Linked DNA regions of Sus scrofa: region 2 is linked to region 1. Evidence: chromatin contacts called from public Hi-C data. All regions are on one chromosome and are shown on one strand. The core of a region is the stretch at or near the end of the contact, and the rest is flanking DNA. Distances in the headings are between cores, read along the strand shown.

The links. A called contact is a pair of places that touch in the nucleus more often than the background predicts.
Region 2: a contact with region 1 is called in a Hi-C map of fetal liver, with 1.9 times the contacts expected there. The contact joins two enhancer-like sites. A contact is called at or near these places in 3 of 5 promoter capture datasets (fetal liver and liver), 11 of 47 Hi-C or Micro-C datasets (alveolar macrophages, brain, embryonic fibroblasts and 6 more) and 1 of 2 datasets of contacts at active chromatin or transcription factors (skeletal muscle).

What each region holds. Positions count from the first base shown.
Region 1 is chr6:79,436,004-79,438,758 of Sscrofa11.1, reverse strand. ECE1 (endothelin-converting enzyme 1) reads left to right here. Exons shown (of 20, transcript XM_021097679.1): 4 at 577-698; 5 at 2,512-2,658. Among named protein-coding and RNA genes, the nearest start is that of ECE1, 28 kb to the left of the region's middle. Within about 2 kb of position 1,453, at least 5 of the 83 cell types and tissues checked have an H3K27ac peak or open chromatin away from gene starts, as enhancers often do. A contact at or near this core is called in fetal liver and retroperitoneal adipose tissue, where this site is marked.
Region 2 is chr6:79,519,311-79,522,254 of Sscrofa11.1, reverse strand. No RefSeq gene overlaps it. Among named protein-coding and RNA genes, the nearest start is that of ECE1, 55 kb to the right of the region's middle. Within about 2 kb of position 1,679, at least 35 of the 83 cell types and tissues checked have an H3K27ac peak or open chromatin away from gene starts, as enhancers often do. A contact at or near this core is called in fetal liver and retroperitoneal adipose tissue, where this site is marked.

The DNA.
Region 1 (2,755 bases), core at 204-2,703:
TTGAGATGCTGCTTGTGGGGGATGGGACGGGACATGGCAAATGGCCTCTAAGTCCGTTCTGAATCTGATGAACTTGCCTGGCCCCTCGGAGGAAGAAGCGGAAACACAAGTCATAACGAATGAGGCCTTCAAAGTCTCCGTCCAAGTCCAGTCCTTATCACAAGAAAGGTCATTGGGATCTGAAAACCAAGACAGGTCTCTGTCCCGTGCACCAGGCAGGGGTGTTTGGGCCACGCGCTGGCCAGTAGAGGAAACAGACTGTCCTCCTGCCAGGTGGCCCTTGCTGCCAGTCCGGGGACACATCTGGGAGCCCGTCCAGCAGAAGGGGGGGAACACGATCTCCTCTCTTTACTTACAGTCAGTTCAGCTAAAGCAAGGGCCCCTCCACTTCACTCCGTCTGCTTATGGGCGGTCACATCCCCGCTGTGACCATGTTCCCCACCTGCGCTGACAGGCCCAAGTCCAAGTTCTTGTCACAGCTGAGAACACCGAGGTTCCCAGAGAGACTCCCCAACCGAGGGCTACCCAACATGCACATGGCGGCATGTTGCAAACTGCTGTCCCTTGTCCTTCCAGAAAACTCCACAGCCAGTGTGAGCGAGGCAGAAAGGAAGGCCCAGGTATACTACCGTGCGTGTATGAACGAAACCAGGATTGAGGAGCTCAAAGCCAAACCCCTGATGGAGCTGATTGAGAAGGTGAACCCCCTGGGGTGTCCCCCTGCCCTCATCTTCCCCTGCCCCTCCCCATCTCCCCCCGCCCCTCCCCCATCTCCCCCTGCCCCCATCTCCTCCTGTCTCTTCCCCCTGCCCTCTTTCTCCCCCTGTCCCCTGTCCCCCATCTCTTCCTGCCCCTGCCACCTGCCTGTCCCCCTGGCTTCCACCCCAGTTCTTAGCTACCACCGGGGCCTGGCCACCTCACACCTCCAGCCACCTCACTCAGCTGGATCATAGAGTCTGTCTGCTGACATGTGTCAGGCTGTCTGAGTGATTGTGTGTGTGTATTTGCAATGCACATGCACATATGCTCACATATCTCTGTGTAAGTGGGAAGGTTTGTGTGTATTTGCGAGATGTCTGCCTGGGCGTCTGTGAGTGGGACAGGGCCCATATTTACAGGGAAAACATTTTTCTGTGTTGCTACTTCCGTTTCCTCAGAGGGCATGTTTGTGTGTCAGAGGTCAGAAAGGGTCTGTTCTGGAAGGACCAATAGCCTGGGACCAGAAGCAGAGCCCTCCCTGTGAGGAGGGCCACTGGCTCAGGGCCCCCCCAGCCCCCGGAGCAGATTGCATCCCCCTGAGCACCTTCCGACAGGATGGACTCCAGCAGGGGGCCGCCCCAGGCTGGCCAGGCTGCCAGAAGGAACGGTTTTCAGGGGGGCCTTCTACTCCCTCTAGGCCCAACCCGTGGGTCAGCTCAGGAGAGGCCTTGCGACAGGGTGTGGAGCGGTGGACCCTGGGGACTGGACAGTCCCTCCCCTCTGGCACAGGTCCCACGGGCTAGCACTTAGCCAACCAGGACGACTGAGGAGATGACAGAAGTCCCAGCTCTGAGAGAAACTCAAGTAGACCTTAACTCATCAACCTTTGAAAAAATATGGACCCTTTCTTTTGCAGGCACAATTGAATTACTGCCTTAATAGGAATTACATTCAGGGAGTTCCCATTGTGGCTCAGCAGTTGAAAACCCAACTAGTATCCATGAGGATGCAGGTTCAATTCCCTGGCCTTGCTCAGTGGGTCAAGGCTCCTGTGTTGCCATGAGCTGTGGTGTAGGTCACAGACGTAGCTCAGACCTGGCGTTGCTGTGGCTGTGGTGCAGGCCAACAGCTACAGCTCGGATTAGACCCCTAGCCTGGGAACTTCCCTATGCCGCGGGCATGGCCATAAAACAATAAATAAATAATTTTTTTCAAAGGCATTTCATTCACATAGTTGAGTATTTAAAAGTGAACGGAGTAGGAATTCCTGTTGTGGCTCAGCAGTAACAAACCCAGCTAGTATCTATGTGGACACAGGTTCGATCTGGCCTCAGTCGGTGGGTTAAAGATCTGGCATTGCCACGAGCAGTGGTGTAGGTCACTGACGCAGCTCAGATCTGGTGTTGCTGTGGCTGTGGTGTAGGCCGGCAGCTGCAGCTCCAATTTGACCCCTAGCCTGGGAACCTCCATATGCCGCAGGTGCAGCCCTAAAAAGACCAAAAAAAGTGACCAGAGTACAGGGAATGTCTCCTTCCCATCCCCATTCCCGTCCCCAGCCACCTAGGGAGCAGCCATCCTGTGTGTTCATGGCCCGCACGTCCAGGCTATGTCTTTGCTTCACCGGGGTCTCCAGCTCGCTGGTCAGAAACCCCTAAGGAAGACAGACGGTCCCTTTCATTTGCCCCTGAGGCTCAGAGAGGTCAGAGGACTACCAGGGGTCACAGAGCAAGTCAGCCGCAGCATCAGAATCCCCACCCGGGTCTCCCACTGCCTCATTCATCCCCTCTCCATTCCCTCTCTCTCTCCCCGCAGCTCGGGGGCTGGAACATCACAGGGCCCTGGGACAAGGACAACTTCCAGGACACCCTGCAGGTGGTCACGTCCCACTACCGCACCTCGCCCTTCTTCTCCGTCTACGTCAGCGCCGACTCCAAGAACTCCAACAGCAACGTGATCCAAGTAAGGGGCCCGGAGGCTGGGATGAGGATGGGCTCCACCTCGGGGCCTGTTTTGCGTTCGGCAAGCAACAGGGTCGGGGCAGACCTGCCCTGGGCGG
Region 2 (2,944 bases), core at 430-2,929, 83 kb before region 1:
GCACCCCGCTGGGTCGATGGGCATGGAAATGTCTGTGGATGACATTGGAGTCATTCCAGTTTGGGCGGCGGTGAGGTTCCCCCATGTCTCTCTCTGAATGTAAGCGCTTTGCGCAGGTCCTAGGAGTGGAACTGCTGGGTCGGAGGCTTGATGTGTTTATTAACTGTCCTAGAAGCAGCCACACGGTTCTGCAGGAGGACTGTTCACCTCTTTGCCAAGGGGCCCAAAGGCCTGACCTGGAGGACTTCCTCGATGAAGGTTTTTGGAAAGATGGGTGGAATTTAAGTCCTTCTCTGTCTTAATGCTTCGGATCCACATTGTCCTCGCTGCTTCTGCCTTCAGGGCCTGGCAGCTCCAGGCAGGGGCTCTGCCTAGACCCTGAGCTTTGTCTAGGTACCTGTCATTTCTCAGGACAGGGAAGGGGTCCTGGCCCTGGAGACCCCAGGCCATGAGGCTCTACCGCGGATTGGCTCTGTGACCTTAGGCAAGTCCCTGCCTCTACCTGGTTCTCAGTTTCTGCTTCTGCAAGACATTGTGTGGGTTGAAGGTTTCCACAGCTCCCCGGTTTCTGGTGGACTCCCCTCATTTGGGAGCCTTCTGCTTCCAGTTGCTCTGTGCTTCTCCACTGGAGAGCCCCAGCCGTCCCATACCTCCAAGGAAGGACCGTTTGGGAAAGTGGGTAGGCTCACCATTCTTGGTACCCTCCCTAAGCACCTCATTGCGAGTCAGTCCTCCCTGGATGAGAGCCCCCCCCAGAGCAGGCCCCTGGCCCCAGGAGCCCCACTCGCCGAGGCTTCCCAGAGGTAACAGGGCAGAGTTAGGTCTGAATCCTGCCGCTTCTGTGCTCTGTGACCTTGGGCAAGTCACTCCACCTCTCTGAGCTCCTGCATCCTCATCCGTAGGGTTATAAAGACGGAACGAGGTTGTGTATCATTGTGGAAACAGAAGCAGATGAGGCAGCAGAATCCCTGCCCTTAAAGACTCCATTCTAGGGGAGGAAGCCAGAGACTAAACCCAACAACCAGAAAGAGCACGTCAAAGGAAAGGAAAGAAAATGGTGACGGTGACGTGCTGTGAAGTAGGGAGGGGGGTCTCTAGGTGGTCAGGGAGCCGAGACCCAAGGGATGAGGAGGGAGCAAGCGGGCAAAGATGGAGGGGAGGGTTTCAAACAGAAGGAACAGCATGTGCAAAGGACCTGAGGCGGGGAAGAGGGATTTGGCACATTACAAATGGTGGGAAGGCCGTTGTGGCTGGGCAGAGGGAGCGAGAGGGAAGTGGGTAGGAAGAGATGGGCAAGGAGGGACCAGGTCATGCAGGGCCTTGTCAGGCAGGAGGGAAAGTTAGCATTTCATTTTCCAACTAGGAACCATGAGGTTGTGGCTTCAATCCCTGGCCTTACTCTGTGGGTTCAGGATCTGGTGTTGCCGTGAGCTGTGGTATAGGTCACAGACACGGCTCAGATCTGGCGTTGCTGTGGCCATGTGGCCATGGTGTAGGCTGGCAGCTGTAGTTCTGATTAGACCCCTAGCCTGGGAACCTCTGTATGCTGCAGGCGCGGCCCTAGAAAGCAAAGCAAAAACAAAAAAAAAAAAGAGGAGCCACTGTGGGGCTCCAAGTAGGGGATGACTCTGTCCTTGGTTTCTATTTTAGAAGGGCCCTGGCTGCTGTGTGGGGAATGGCCTGTAGGGGGCAGGAGTGAGGCAGGGAGACCAGCATCTGGGGAGCAGTGAGAGTGGTCCTCGGAACTTTCACCTGTCCTGAGGGGAAGGCGGCTTCTGTGACCTGGATGTGGGATTGTAGCAGCTACTTCAGAGGATGGGGGAGAGGGCGAGGGGGCATCCCAGGGGCTGCAGGATGCTCCTGACAGCAGAGTATGTCTGCACAATTTGCCTTTGGAGCCAGATAGACCTGTCTTTAAACCTCCATTTGTACGCAGCCTTCCAGGGTGAGCCGGGGAGTCTCCCAAAGTGACCACTTTCCCACCACCCCGGGCCCTGGGGGCCCTGGGAAATGGAGCCAGCAGGGCACGGAGCCAGAGCCTGCCTCCCCAACTTCCGCACACCCTGCCGAGAAGGGAGGCAGAGGAAGCCATGGCCTCAAGGGCACGCCTGGCCCCTCTGCCCCCTGGGCTGCTGCTCCCATGGCCCAGCTCCAGGAAATCCTGTGGCTTTGTGGTTCCTGGGTGTCCCGGGCTGCGCGGAGGCAGGAGACAGCCACGGGAAAGTGGTACTTCTTTCTCTGCCACCAAGTGGGTGGTTACTCTATTCTGCTGGCTTCCAGAGATGGTGGGTGGGGCGGGGGGCGGGGGCAGGGCACGGGAGTTCACAGAGTGTCAGAAGATCTGAGTGGCAATGGAACTTCACCGTCACCTGAACCACCCTCTTTGAGGAAGTGGGGGAGACAAAGGCCCCGAAAGAGAAGAGGCTTATCTGAGGCCACAAAACACGTTATAGAAGCAGGACTTAAACCCTGACCTCCTGGACTCCTCCTCCAGTGCTCCTTCTGGTTAAGCTGTGGGTCTCAGAGCCAGACAGACCTACCTGATTCTAGTCCCAGTTTTGCCATGTAGTCCTCACTGGGTGAATCTGGGGCCAAGGACAGTTTCTGAGCCTCGGTTTTCTCCCCTGTGGAATGGAATGGTCCTACTTCCTTTCTCAGGGTGCTGTTTTGAAGGGTGGTTGAAATGATTTGTGTAAAGGATGGTGCACACAGTAGGTCCTCAGTGACGGGAGCTATGATTAATGTAGTGTTAATAGTGATACTCCTATTGCCGTTCTGAGCCTCACGAGCTGGAGGGATTGGCTGCGTGCTCGGCTCTACTTTTGCTGTTTTCTGGTTCTGGAGAACATAGTTAGGCTGGGGAGGTGAGCAAATTCTCATCGTCAGCCCGTCTCACTGCTGGTTTATTTTATTTCCCCATATAACTGGGAGACCCTTTAACAAG